Regions from separate parts of the Gossypium hirsutum genome. Here region 1 is linked to region 2. The links are chromatin contacts, called in public Hi-C maps. All regions are on one chromosome and are shown on one strand. The core of a region is the stretch at or near the end of the contact, and the rest is flanking DNA. Distances in the headings are between cores, read along the strand shown.

Region 1 (7,906 bases), core at 1,253-3,752, 360 kb before region 2:
TTTAATAAAACCAAAAAAACCAACTCAACCAATCAATCCAACCGAATTCTGCAAACATTAATTCAATCCAAACACGAAAATTTTAATTAAAGACCCAGCTACAACCACGCCTCCGAACCCAATTTGCATCATCCCATACAATTGAATCAAGTCGAAACCCGAAACACAATAAAATTGAATTATTTTGTCTGAAAATCTCTTGGAAGTCAATGGTGGTTACCAAAAATGTTTATAGGGAGAGATGATCATTGATGCTCACATCTTTTGCCTATGATGAACAAACATCTTCAACCAGCACTGCAAGAGAGAGTTCATTTGACTTTGAACTTACCTTAAATCACAAGCCACACATTTTAACCTCTTATTTCATCAATTTAACATCTGGAAAAGTATATAAACATCAAGACCGAATGAAACGAGCAAATGCCACTATCCAAAATCACAACGAGTTCCATGTAACATAATACTACCACCAGCTTGTCAATATCACTCATTATAAATGGGATATATATATGTATCATTGCATATTCAAAAAGAAAACTTCTCCTACATTATCCAATTGGAAGAGAATAAACCACCTTTGAAATACATGCAGCAGTACCATAACCAGTGGATTAGAGGTGCCAAATTACGCCCCTCTATTTCAGAAAATGGATTCATATAGCAGTACATAAGCTAGAGATTACCAAAACTACGAGAGGGTCAGAGCAGTTGTACGAATACGATCATTAGTTTTTAGACTGCAAGGAAAACAATATGTGGTTAGAAACAATAAAATATCCACCAAAGGTAAAGTTTTAATATCAAGTTAAATAATTACAGCCAACCTCCATGTTTTTCGAGATTTCTTTCATTTGTTCAGCGAGTTCTTGCCTCTTCTTCTCAGCTGCATGCACCAAAGCCGGCAATTAACATCAGCAAGGTCTTTCGTTGGCTTTTTGTAGGATAATAGCAGGTTAAATTCACACACAGAATTTAGAAAAAGATCATAGTAACAGGACGAGACATGCACATACCCATACTGGAGATATCTTCTATCCTCTTTGATGTCCTCACAGCAAATCTTTGGAATGCAGGGCTGAAAAATAAAAAACATAAAAAACCAAAGAAGATAAAAAAGAAACAAAGGTTGGTCCTCGAAGGAATCATAGAGCAATGATTAATGTAAGCAAACAAACAATCAATGAAACTAAAAGGAAAAAGAACTCAGATTGCCTAAAACTATGAGAAAACTTTCCACCGGCTATTAAAGATCAAACTTCAATGTTCAATTATTTATTTTGTTCATATGAAAATTTTCTCAATCCCCCCCCCAACAAAAAAATCCAGTTCCAGATATTTTACACTGGAGATAGCATATGCCTAACATTAACAACTCTATCGAAGCAAACCAAATTTCGGAATCCTTTTCCTAGATGATTCACAAACTTTAAAAACAAAATTTGGTCTCAAGCATTTGAAAAGATATATTAAACAAAAAGTCAATATCATTTCAAATAAATTTGTACCAAAAAGGGAAAGGGGGCTGATTTTGAGGTAAAAATCTTCTCAAACCTCCTTAATCCATAATGCAAGGCATGTTGCACTATCGATGTGTGTGTGTGTGTGTGTGATTTGAGAATTGAGGCACTTTTGCTTCAAGTGAACGAACTGATGGGAAACAGAGCAGTCCCAGCAGCCAGAGAAAGAAGCTTCCATAAATAGTTAACAAACAACAAGCTATTTTCAAGTCTTTAGAATTACACGAACAAATATTCAACCTTTCTGATCTCGAGAAAATATTTTGATTTTTTTTCTTATTCTAGAAAAATAAATCAATAAGGAAAAAAAATCAATGGAAAATAATGAAAAATAAACCAGAGAAAAAAAGGTACCTATTTGCAAGTCTATCAACGACAAGCTCATTGACGACATAAGATATAACTCTGTGCATGAAATTTCCTCCTCCAGCCATGATCAGTTCCCAAAATCTGATAAAAAAATTAAAATAAAAACAAATATCAGATCAAAAAGCCCGAAGTCAAAAAAACCCTAATATTTTTGTTAGACAACAAAACAATCATTATGTAATTATATAAAAGGTTAAAAAAGAATTAACGCTAGGACTTATGATGATAAAGAGGAGTTTTACCTGGCAAATGAAAACGATGAAGACGATGTAGCAGGCTCCTTTGTTTCTCGAAGCTACCTGATCTCTGTTAAGGAGGCTTGAGTTTCGTTTATATCAGGCGCAGGCAGGACCGCACGAGTGTCCTTCTGAGTTGTGGGGTTGAAGCTGGGTCAGGGCTCAGGGGCTTTGATGGACCATGGCGATTAACAGGCCAGAAAACTTTTTTGTTGTCTAAACGAAAAGTTTAGCTCCTTGGGCCTTTCCAATTCTTTTTCTTTGTCTTGTTGGATTTATAGAATTCTATTTTCAACAATCAAGAAATTTTATATATTCTTTTACAAGGGAAATTACAAGTTTGATACATATTCCCGGACAAAGGATCGAGACGCAACTCCTCCAATTCAAGCAAGGTCACTTGTACATAAATTTACCTCATTCATCTTTTAAAAATTAATAATGTCTCGTGTCATATCTTATAACTTTAAAAGTCAATCAAATCTAAATGAGATACCCATAATTTTGTCAATTGAGTCTTAGTTCGATTGGCATTGGCATTATTGTCAATGCAGAAGGTCATGAGTTTGAGTACGTTGAAGTGCATTATCTTCCTATTTAAGGGTTGGGGAGGGGTTATGAGTAGTTCTAGGCATAGTATCAAAAAGAGCAGTTATGATAAGAACCTTAATGAAATTAATGTTAAAAAAAAAAAAGATATCCATAATCTTAAAATTAGACTTGTAAGCTAAAGTGATCATTTTTGAAAGACCCACATTAAATCTTCAAACCTATAAAAATAAAGCCTTACTACCAATGCCCTATGAGGTCAGGATACCAGCAATATTTTGCCTATAACCACTATGGTCAACCTAGTCATCACGAGGGATATTCGTACAACACCACCCATCTAGCCTACCAATAGTATCACTAGCAAATTTACACGCAACCTCAGCCTTAGTACTACCATAGCTACCTAAATCAATATGAACCTCAAGTTGCAACTTGCAAATAACCCCCTACCCCTATTGCCACTAACTGACCATTCCTCCATCCAAAACAATATGAATGCGAGCCAACAATATACAAAACTACCGAAGCAACTCAAGCTCCTTCAAGAATAGTTCCAACGACATCAAGGAACATTGCAATAAAATGCCCAGCTCATACATGAATTTGAGGCACGTAAAGGCCATTAGCAAAAAAATACTAAAAGACAAGATAATGACGAATTGGGAAGGACCCTATGTAAAAAAGGTTAGCTGTGAATCATATCAATTGGTACGATTCAATAGTAAGTTCATCCTAAGAATGCGTATATTATGTAGTAACACCATCCCAACTAATATTAATATGTGAAGAGAAGGTGTAAAGATTCCCTATTTGTGATTTGTGTCATATGGTGAAGGAAACTGTGAAGCATCTAATGATAGGGTGTCAATAAGTGGGGTTGATATGGTTTGAAGCATGTTATAGTATTCATGTTGATAGGCAAGTGATCAATTTTGTATTAATTAAGTCATAAAAATATGATAGGTCTTGCCCATAAATTTAGGCAATAAATGTCATTTCAAATTTGACATAGAGTACATATAAAACAACATATACATGAACAACTTTGATCAACATTTTTGAAAAAAAAATACTATGCCTATAAATTGAAGAGGGTTGTTTGTTTTGGGGGGTAAATTACACCAATAGTCATTCAACTTTAGGGTAGCTGACAAAATAGTCACTTTGGTTTCAATTCAGTCACTCAACTTTTGAAAAATAACAAAACAGACCTTTTAACCATTTTTCATTATAAACGTAACGGAAAAGTGGCATGCCATTCTACTATGTAAACGACCCCAAATTAAAACCCTAGTTAGGCTGGGCGATAAAAGAAGAAGAAAAAGAAGAAGGAAAAAGGATGAGGAGAAGAGAAAAAATTTGAGATTTGTGACTGAGCCAGGAATCGAGAAAAGAAAAAAAAGTCATGGATCGCGGTGACGACGGTGAGGCAAGCTTCACAAAGAAAGGTTCCAGTGGTGAGAACGGTCGAGAGCTTTTCTTCGCCATATCCAGCCAAATGCACCATCTAATCTCTTCTCAGGTCATCTTTATTTCTTCTTCTTTGTACTAGATGCTTTGGACTTAGAATCTGCCATGGTTTAGGGATAAAACGATGCAATTGTTGCTATTTCCATTTCTTTTTCTCTATGGGATTTTTGTTTTCTTTATTACCTTTTGTCTTAAAACTTTTTATTGGTTTACTACCATGGTGATGTTTGGTAAGTATCTGATTGTGAGTGTTTTGTTGAGTACATATGGTTTGTATTGAAATGGAAACTCATTTGTCAGTTAATGGATCTTGTTGGTTATACCCATGTAAGGTCTAAACCTACAGTAGTTAATGGATGATGATGATGTTTAATGTTGACCATCATCTCTCTTTCGTGGAAAATGGAAAATGAAAACTGCATTTTTTTTAAAGTTGAGCATATTTGTGTTAGTGAAGAAGAAGAAGCAGATCACTATATTTGAAAATAGAGATTGTTGGGGTGGAGAAGAAAAAGCATAAACATATTGGGTCATTTACGTAAAAAGTAAAAAAATTGGGCCATTTATTAAAAAATAGAAAATGAAGGACGAAAAAAAATCACTCAACTTTGCCTCGTCCAACGTGGCAAGTTAACTAGCCACGTTAGCGGTCCCGTTAAGCCAGTGACGAAAAAAGTTAATGGGTGACTAATTTGTCACTTTTTGATAACGTTAGTGATTGTTTTGTTATTTTTCTAAAGTTGAGTAATTGAATTGAAACCAGAATGACTGTTTTGTCAGCTACCCAAAATTGAGTGACTGTTGGTGTAATTTACCCTTCTTCTTCTTTTTTTTTTCATTTTAATATTTCATACTTATGTTATCCACGAAATAAGTACATATATATTTACAATTTGAACCATGTGTTTTAAATATTATACGCAACGTATTTGAATCACATTTAAAGCCTAAATTAATAAGTAAGTTCATTGAAGGAGTTGATTGATACAATATTAGTACTTAAAAGGATATTAGAAGTCTTTGAAATTTGGGACCAATTTAGAAACTATGGTTTGATGATATTCGGCGATAATAACCCAAAATTCGAATAAATCATGATTAAAGAAAATGAAATGATTCAGCTGTTGTTTCTTGTAATTTGATAGGAAACAACATCTTGTATGCACAAAATTTGCTTAAGAATACAACTTGCAATATACAAATCAAAAGAACTTTGAATTAACGCATAACAAGCAGATTAATTCCCTTCTCGGTTTCTGTGGAGTGAAAAAATGAAAATAAAAATCTACAAATGTGCTAAAAATATTTGATTCCAAGTATCGGGAACACCAGGCAAGCACCAATGGATGCAATCGGCATGACGGCCTGGATCTGCTTTTTCCTCGTCGTTCAAAAGCCGTCCCCCAGTTTCGGTATAAATGGATGAGTGGGCATCGATCCTGTACTCTGAAAGCTGCGTAATGTTAAGAACCGAAACGGGGACTTTCATTTTGTTGATCACACCAGCCACCACGCTCATCATATCCTTGTTGGAACCGCTTCCCCAGAATTTCTTCTTCATCACTGGCTTCGTTTCGTTGAAGCATTTAAGCCCATCTTCCCTGCCCCAGTCTTTGCTCCTGCACGATAAAAGCATTCATGCCCATGGTTATATTTGGCAAAAAAATACACGGGGTTGAGAAAATGTCAAATTCTGATTTTGGTCCCTCTACTATGTTCAATTTTGAAATTAGTTCATGTATTTTAATTTGATATAATTTGATAATCTACTTATAGAATCTCATTAGTTAGTTATTAATTATTTCAGTTAAAATGCTGATTTGATTTTTTTTAAAATATCAACATGATTTTTCTAGAAAGGTGTTTTTAAATATATATATCCTAGTTTAAATTTCAGTCCATCTTTTTTGTCCCAGTCTTTGCTTCTGCACATTTGGTAAAAATAGGTAATATTAAAAAAAATAAATTTTAATTTTGCTCCTTTTACTTTATTCAAGTTTTAGAATTTAATCTATATATTTTAATTAGACATAATTTATTCCCTCTACTTTTATAATATCATTAGTTAATCTAAATAGTTAATATTATTAACTATTTTGGCTAAAATGATGACATGAATTTTTTTTCTTAAAAACATTACTTTTAACTCATCATTCTAACATAATTCGTTTTCTTATTAGAATGATGTTTTTAAGAAAAATTCATGTCAATAGTCAATATTTTAACCAAAATAGCAAACGCTATTAACTATTTATGTTAACTAATAACATTATAAGAGTAGAGAAAATCAAATCATGTCAAATTAAAAGACATTGACCAAATTACAAATTTGAACATAGTAGAGAGATCAAAACTGTAATTTAACCTTAAAAAAGCAAGATTAGAAAGAGAAGAAGGAGAAGAAGCAGACTTGGAATGTATAGAGGACATAGTAGTGAAGAAAACACGTGTCTTGTTGGGATTGATGGTAGAATCGATCCAGTTAGCCCATGTCTTCAAACCGATTTTGTAGGCAACCGGTGTATCTAGCTGTGCATAACCTTCTTCACCATTTGCGAACGAACCCCATCTGTTCATGTAATGTTCAAAATCAGAAGCTTAAACCCAGAAAGAAATTATTTGGAATGGAGAGCGGAGAAGTTACATACAGTGTTTTGAGGCGAAGGCCAATCATCCACCAAACGTAAGTATTGAAGGCAAGGATATCAGCTCCTTCCCAGTTTTTTGACTGCTTGGAAACTGAGTCAACTTTTATGATTCTCTTCTTCGGTTCTAAGATATTCACCTCAGTATTGGATTCAACTAGAAACGGAGCCCAATAAAACTCTATACTTGCATTATATTCCTGCCAAAGATTAATGGGGTTGGGTCAGTGTTAGCTTTTATGTTATTTTCTGGATTCTGGTGTACCTTCTCTTTAATCAAATCATGATTTGACGTAACACTTTACTATGACTACCATTAGTTCCCCAGCTAACGCAGGGGGGATTAATATTTTTTTATAATTTATTTAAATAATAATTACTTTTAAATTGGGATTAATATTTTTTTATAATTTATTTAAATAATAATTACTTTCAAATTAAAAAAAACCATAAATTTAAGTAATTAATTAATTATTTTTCCTTAAAAATTAATTATTATTTATTATATAAAGTATTTATTAATTTAAGTGTAAGAGGTGATAAGTGTTCTATAAAATATAATAAAATATTAAAAAAATAAATATTTTATAAAAAGATATTTGTCAATTTTTTAAAATTATTTGTTAAATAAAAAAAAGCACATTACTGGAGTATCATAATATTATTAATATATTTATGTGTGAATCATTTTACTAATAAATTATTTAAAGTAAAAACCTAAAATAATTTTTTCAAGCAAAACTATAATAGAATAAATTTAAATTTGTTGAAAGTTACGAACAAATTATGTATAGGCTAAAAATATTATCATTAATAATATATTTTATTAATTGCTTAAATAATTTTATGATAATTTATCAAAATTAATTATTTTAAATACATTGTTATTTAAATTGGAAAAAAAAGCTTATTTAATTTATAGCAATTTTTGTGGCCAATTTTTTTTGAAGACTTTATATTAGATTTGTAATTTTGTTTGTGGGATTAAAAAGCTTAAGCGACAATTAGGATAATAATCCTAAAAATAAATAGATAAAATTTTACAAATAAATTGAATATGAATTTCATTGGAGTTCAAAGTAGATGTAGGAACAAAATCATCTAAATACTTGAT
Region 2 (7,445 bases), core at 3,066-5,565:
CATATATAGGTTATATTGGTTATATTGGCATATAAATGTAAATGATTATTGTAATCTAGCCATTGGAATAACTAATGATGATTATGTTTTGCTACATGTATATATATGTATTTAAGTTTACTTTATGGAGATTACATAAGTTTTTCTTATTGATTGATTGAGAAAGGTAAGATTTAAGCATGGATGCATGTAACAATATATCATGTTAGATGTTATAAATTGCTTGAATTCAATGCTTGAGCTGGTTGGTATTTGGATGTAAGTTTGGTGTAGGAATTTGGTATGATTTTAGATGAGAAATGAAGCTAGGAATGGCTTTATTTTATCCACATGGACAGAGACACGAGCGTCTATCTAGACCGTGTGTGACACACGGCCTGGTACATGGGCATGTGGTTAGGCTGTGTGTCTCCTGCACCTTAAATTCGAGAAAATAGTATGCTCAGAATTGAGCACACAGACAAAGACACGGGCGTGTGTCTCAGTCGTGTGTGCTACACGGCCTGGAATACGGGCGTGTGTCTTGGCCGTGTGCAACCTAAACCTAATTTCGAAAAGAATTAATTAACCACACGACCTAGCACACAGGCGTGTGGCATGGTCGTATGCACAAGTCAGAGAGTTATTCGGGGTCGAACACGACCTGTAGCACGGGAGTGTCCCAAGGTCACACGAGCGTGTCCCTCGGACCACAAGGGCGTGTGTGCCCTGTAACTTAGAAAACTTTTGAAAACTAGCAAAATTTTTATATAGTTTTCGATTAAGTCTCGACTCGATTCTATTACTTATTTTGGGCCTCGAGGGTCCATTTAAGGGACGTTATGAATAATCTCAGATAAAGAATAGTGATTGACATGATTTATTTGTAAATATTATGAAAGTTTTGATAATATTCTGTAACCCTATTTCAGTGACGGATATGGATTAAGGGTGTTACACTCAGTTAGTGGATGGGACATAAATCTCGGTGGGTCGATGTTCAATGTTAGGAATACTTACTAGGGAATGGCAGCAACTTCTAGTGGTTGGGAATAGCAGTAACTTCTAGTGGTTGGGAATCGATACGTACATAAGAATGGATGATGTACTCCCTACAACGTCCATCGGCAAGGGAACCTCTAACATGGCAGACGTTAATAGGTCCGAGAATGAAGATGAAAATGAATCCGATATGGATCCACCCTAGGAGCCCAATGCCGACAGTTTAGAAGTTGTATTATTTTTTGAACCAAAGCCTATTCCAATTGAACCAGAAGAAGGTGAAGTGGTGAAGATGAAGAAAAAGAAGATCCACGATTCATGGCATACTTGCCGCCAGCCCATATGCATAATGTTGATCTATCAACAGGGGATGGGTTGAAGTTTGTAGAACTATCACACAAGAGGCCTAGCCACACAAGTCATTCGTTAGATTCTGGTGATTTGGAAATGGGCAAGGAGTTTTTCAGTAAAAATGGTTTTATTGCTGCATTGAAGCTATACAGCATCAAGAACGGGGTTAACTTCCATATGTTAAATCCAAATCTGAGACATTCGAGGCCAAGTGTGCAATACGATATGATAGATGCACATGAAAAATTATGGCTTTGTGAAGAAAAAAATGGGGTTATGGACGATAGAAAAGTTCACCAGTCTGTATACGTGTGTTGCCTCTGGTACAGTATCACTGGGTTTTTAAGGTTTTATTAATTAGGGTTTTAGATACAATTCCACTTAATTAACGTACTCGTGGGGTTGCAGGTGTTTCAAGGGGTCATCCAAAGTTGGATTCAGATGTGATCATAGGCATAATATTACTGATGGTTAAAGCGGATCCGAGGACTATTGTTTCCATTTTAATTACAAATATTTGTAGCCAATTCAACTATACGCCTTCGTACTGCAATGTGTGGATAGCAAAGTAGAAGGCGTTGGAGAAGATGTATAGTGGGTAGGACGAGTCATACAATGAGGTGTGACAATGGTGTCAAGTGCTGGAGAGGTACGTCCCAGGTTGCGTAACAGATCTTGAAACAGAGACTGCATACTACAGCGATCGCTTTCAGTCGTATATAGTTCAATTACATTATTTGTATATAATTGAAAATTAAATATATTACTAAATAGAAATTGACTATGTTATTTGTATATAGTTCAAAATTAAATAAATACATACATCTACTTCTGATCGTTGGTCTAATAGAAGCCGTATATCTTAAAGCTTGATAGATAATCCCACATGACCGGTGCATGGTTCCACCTATTTAAATAACTTATTAGCATAATAATTTAAATTTAAATCAATTAATCATGAGGATATCTACTAAATTTTACCTTGTTACGAGTGAGAATGTATACGGGTAGTTCTCTCGATGACGTAAAAATGGAAACCAGAATCGGGCCCATGATTGTAGTAGTAAAAAGCAACCACCAATTTTGATTTTCACTGGTTGTATCGCCTGACACATCTCCTGGTACAATTTTACCAACACAGCGGATCCCCAACTGAGTTCGCCTGCTCCTCTAAAATCGACGAGTTTCAGCGATCACCTTAGATGGACGGGATTTCGTGACTTATTCGACATCAAAATACCCCCAATGATTTAAAGGATATACGCCCGAGCGTATCATTCTCTTTCGGCTTCAGTCGAATCCTCAACTAGCTCCGCAAAATTTTTTCGTATCCAAGGGATTTCAATCCGACCTCTGTAAATCATTTCTGGAATCACACCCAAAAGATCTAAACATACAGCTCATCAATCACCAGACGGAATAGACCCGGTGACTACTGACCTATCCACGGATAACCCCAACTATAAATGCACGTCCTCTAAAGTGATAGTACACTCGCCGCATGAAAGATAGAATGTGTGCGTCTCAGGTCTCCATCTCTCCACTAACGCGCTTATGAGTTTCAGGTCTAACTTATATCCCCAGCCTACAAAGGCCATGTACCAAAAATCAGCTTCCCTCAAGTATGTTTTGATCAACGGTGATGGAGGACCGGGTAGATTACGAATATGATATTGCAAAATTCGATCTTCCACCTCTTTATGTAAAAATTATAAAAAATATTAAGTTAAAATATAACAATGAAATAAAAAATTAAACAATATTAAAATTTATTCTTACCATTTGCATTTGGTTGACAAAGATGTGCTTGTTATCAAGATGGATTAGAGACCCGACCATTGCTAAATTATATTGAATACGAATAAATTTTTAATAAAAAATTATTTCTTGAAAACATTAATCAATAATAATAAATAGAATTTAGATAAAAATAGAATTTAGAAAAAAAAATTAAGAGAGAATTTGAGAGATTTTTTAGAGTTGATTGAGAAATTTGAGAGATTTAAGAGAGAATTGTGAGAAATGTGAGTGAGAAGAAGGTGTGGAGAGGTTATAGTTTTTTTTTTAACGTTGGGGGGGTAACGACTATTTAAAATACAGTGGAAAGTGACCGTTGGGGGAACGTGTTGACTTGGACGTGTTTTACTAGTCAGGAGGGAAAAAAGCGTTGAGTTGGACGCGCTTTTTTGATTTTCCCCTAAAAACGTCAGTAGCTGGGCGCATTTTTGTATTTTCGGCTCATTTTTGTAATTTTCAACAAAAGTGGCCCATTTTTGTAATTTTTAAAAAAATGGGCCTTTTTTGGTATATTAGTCATAAATATTGGTAGTATTCTTTTCTTAGGTTCTAACTTGGCATGCTGACTAAATTGTTTTCATATGAAGAGACATGTAGTTAACAAAAAACAAACATGTTAAGAGACGTGTAGTTAACGAAAAACAAACATTTTAAATTGACAATTTTTTTATGAAAGATATTAATAATATTATGATTGGATTGATTTTTAAATCGTAAAAGTAAGAAGATCTAATTTTAAACATTAAATATAGAAATTGAATCTCAAATTTTATCGAAATACAGAGATCGACAACAAATTTTGACCAAAAAAATATTTTTATTTTAATCTTTTAATCATATTTTTAGAAAAAAAATTCATTATTTAATTGTTAACGAAAATTTTAAAATTAAAATTATGTAATATGATTTGAATATAAATGTTTAAAGTGTGCATATATATAAAGGAATGCATGTGGTAGGGAAGCTATTGGTTTTTATTTTATATATTTAATTATTAAAAATGAGAACTATAAACCAATTTGAAAAATAAAGTATAATGAGGAAAATTCATGAACATAGATGGTTGGTCAAAACTCAAAAGAGAATATAAAGTTTAATTCCAATGGGTCAAGTTTAATGCATGAAATAAAGCTTTTCTTATATATGGAAAGTCCACATGGGGCTATGGTAATGGGATTCAACACCACCACACATGCCCAATAAATTCAAATTATAGACTTCTTTTTCGTCCCTTTGGGCCATTTGCCCTCAACTATCAAATCAACCCAATTTTTCATCATCATCACATCATTTTCTTTTTCTTTCATGATTGTCAAACTTTATTATATTTTGGATTGATGGATGAATTAATGTAAAATCAACTAAACTAATTAAATTAGATAAAAAATGTCAAAAACTATGTGAATTATACTTAAAGCTAATTTTATTTTTGTTATATATATTATAGATTAAACCCTTAATTGAGTTGGTATGACTAGTCAACTAAGCATCAACTTATGTAAGTAATGGCTAAAATATCATTGTTTTATAAAATATATTATATTATTTTGGGGTGTGTTTTTTTATTTACATTTTATAGAAAAATATGTGCACATTATAGGATTTAAACCTAAAACACAATAATTTTTAACATTTTTTTAACCATTTCAATCAAAATCTTATTTTTTTAAATTTTTTTATAAATATATTTTTTTGTATAATTTTATTTTTCACTCACATCGTGTTATAAATTGAAAATAAAAATCTTTTTAAAAAATTTATTTTGTAATAGTTGAACTAGTGAGTTAATAAGTTGAAAAGAAAATCAATAGTGAATCTATGGTTTACAATATAATCCATGAATGAAGTTTACTTGCAATTTTATCTGCTCCAGAATTCTTAAACTGAGCTTCCTTATGTTTTTATTTCAGTTTGGTTCATCAAAATGGTTGATGCACTTCTATTTAAGATGGTCGAGGAGAATATCTGTCAAACAAAACAAAGGTGTGTTAAGCGACATTGGAGCTTATATAGTAAAACAAAAAGTAAATGCTCGAGTGAAGAAGTGGAAGGTGGTAAAACGATGCATGGTTAGGGAACATAGTTACCCTGGGTTCGAAAATTTATATAATCTATAATTTAACCCATTTACTATCCCTAAATTTTTTGTTTTTATTGTAATATAATAATTCTAAATGATGCTGATGTAAGTGTTATGGGATTAGAACTTAAGTCTCGTAAATTGTGTAACCTCAAATGATTTTTTATTTTAAATTCGTTTAAATTAATTTAACGCTCGAAAGATGAGAATTTATAAAAAAAAATTTAAAGCATTGAAATAAAACGGAAACAAATACAAAAGATAAAGAAACACAAATCAAAGTTACAAGAAAGCAATGCACAGAAGATATTTAAGTAAATACTCTCAAATATATTTAATAATTATAAATGGAAAGATTACAAATTAAAAGGGAATGCTTTTATCTATATTTGAGCTCCCCCAGATCTAATGATATAGTTTAAAGTATATCGACGGTTCAAATCAAAACAAACCTACAAATTGAGATTTTTAAAAGAATTTTCTAAGATCTCTTAATATTACTTTACATATTTCTCCCAAAACTCTAATTTTATTTAAGTGTTTTATTGAATCAGTCAAATTTTAAGTAAATGAACTCTATATGTTCCATGAATCGAATCAATTCAAATGAATCAAATAAATTCTATTTAATCAATTCATGTATAATAATCACAAACTTTAATTCATGATGAGTGATACAAGACATGAGTTGGCATATTCAAAATACCCAATCCATAGAGATTGAAAATTTGAAATAGTCTTCTCCCAATATTTCAATGTATCCCTTCAGTTTCCTTTCAAAAATTAAAGCAAAGAAAAAAGAAGGGAAAAACCTAGTCAAATCCCATTGTCTTTCTCGACCCAAAAGCTGTCCCATTTTGTCTTGGATGTCGTAAGTTTGTTTAAATTAATTTTAACGTGGTTATTAAAAATAATGAGACCAAGATAATGATGAGATCGATGCTGAATTTTTTGTATGGTTCCCCCATATATTAAACACGAAATTTCATGTAACTTGTTCCACTAAAGGCCGACACTATACATATATAATTGTTATTGAGAAGAGTAAAAGTTCCCCAACACCCAATGGCTTTAATCAATTTGTCCTTAGCTTCACCCTCACGAATGGCTTCTTCCTATATCTATATCTGTATCCGCATGACACCTCATTTACCTCACTGTAATATTTATAAACTCACTCGAATGATTTTCGACTTGAGGTTTATTTGAATGGACCACACAGTTACTTTTATTAAGATTAAAAATAATTATGGTGATAAGATTAACTATTATTACAGTGAGGTAAAAATTTTTACTGTATTACAGACATCGTCAATCCAAAGACACTCTTAGATTAATTATTTTTTATTAAATAGTTAAATTTAATAAGTTATAATATGCTTCAATTTTTTTATTATTTGTATATTTGGAATTTAATCCTCATAAATTTCGAATTTAAAAATTCACATTTAATTGTTAACATTATTAAAATTCTTCTATTAAATTTATTTATGTAACATTCTAAAACTTAAAACAATATTCACTCGATAATCATGTCAAAAAAATAACATCGTAATGGACCTAAATTTAACAAAAGTATACGTCAACATTTTAATTAAAATAAAATATTTAGACTAACTAATTACATTATAAATGATGTGGTAGCAAATTATGTCAAAAATTAAAGTATAAAGATTAAATCTCAAATTTGAGCATAATATAGGAACTGAAATTGAATTTTTATAATTTTTATATAATCTAAAAATTAGAGGGACCATAATTAAATTTAACCATTATTGTTAATAATGAAAAAAAAAATTGGACATGCATATATGTATATATATATTAATATGGATATTATCTTAAAAAGCATTAATATATCATTTGGTATGTAAGTTTTACTTTAATGTTCAATTTGATACATGACTTTAGTTTTAATGTTTAATCTAGTCACCAGGCCAATCTGCATCATAAAACCTAATGAATATTTGACTTGTGTGATCTAATAAAAAAAACATAAGTACTTAATCAAAACAAAAAAAAAACTAATGTATTAAATTGAATATTAAAACTAAATTTAAATACCAAATACTATATTAACCTTATAAAAAATACTATATTCGGCTACGTTCTTTTGAGTTTTCCCTTCAATTAACGTCTTGACTTTGCCTCCCTTCTTTACAAGTTCCTTTTTTCAAATTGAAACAGAGCGACTATTGGGTCACTTGTACAACTATGCAGGGGCGGGCGGGTTAGG

Evidence for each region. A called contact is a pair of places that touch in the nucleus more often than the background predicts.
Region 1: a Hi-C map of hypocotyl shows a contact between it and region 2, with 2.1 times the contacts expected there. The contact joins the promoter of LOC121203000 here to the enhancer-like site in region 2. A contact is called at or near these places in 2 of 34 Hi-C or Micro-C datasets (hypocotyl and leaf).

Annotation. Positions count from the first base shown.
Region 1 is chrA04:77,589,114-77,597,019 of Gossypium_hirsutum_v2.1, reverse strand. It overlaps LOC121203000, which reads right to left and starts at 2,502. Exons shown (of 6, transcript XM_041111412.1): 1 at 2,132-2,502; 2 at 1,875-1,970; 3 at 1,017-1,078; 4 at 828-886; 5 at 687-740; 6 at 62-297. The coding sequence starts at 1,954. The coding sequence ends at 729. It overlaps LOC107948061 (protein trichome birefringence-like 3), which reads right to left. Exons shown (of 6, transcript XM_041111409.1): 4 at 6,796-6,992; 5 at 6,558-6,716; 6 at 5,251-5,766. The coding sequence ends at 5,433.
Region 2 is chrA04:77,233,416-77,240,860 of Gossypium_hirsutum_v2.1, reverse strand. No RefSeq gene overlaps it. Among protein-coding and RNA genes, the nearest start is that of LOC107948592, 33 kb to the right of the region's middle. Within about 2 kb of position 4,315, at least 2 of the 9 cell types and tissues checked have an H3K27ac peak or open chromatin away from gene starts, as enhancers often do. A contact at or near this core is called in hypocotyl and leaf, where this site is marked.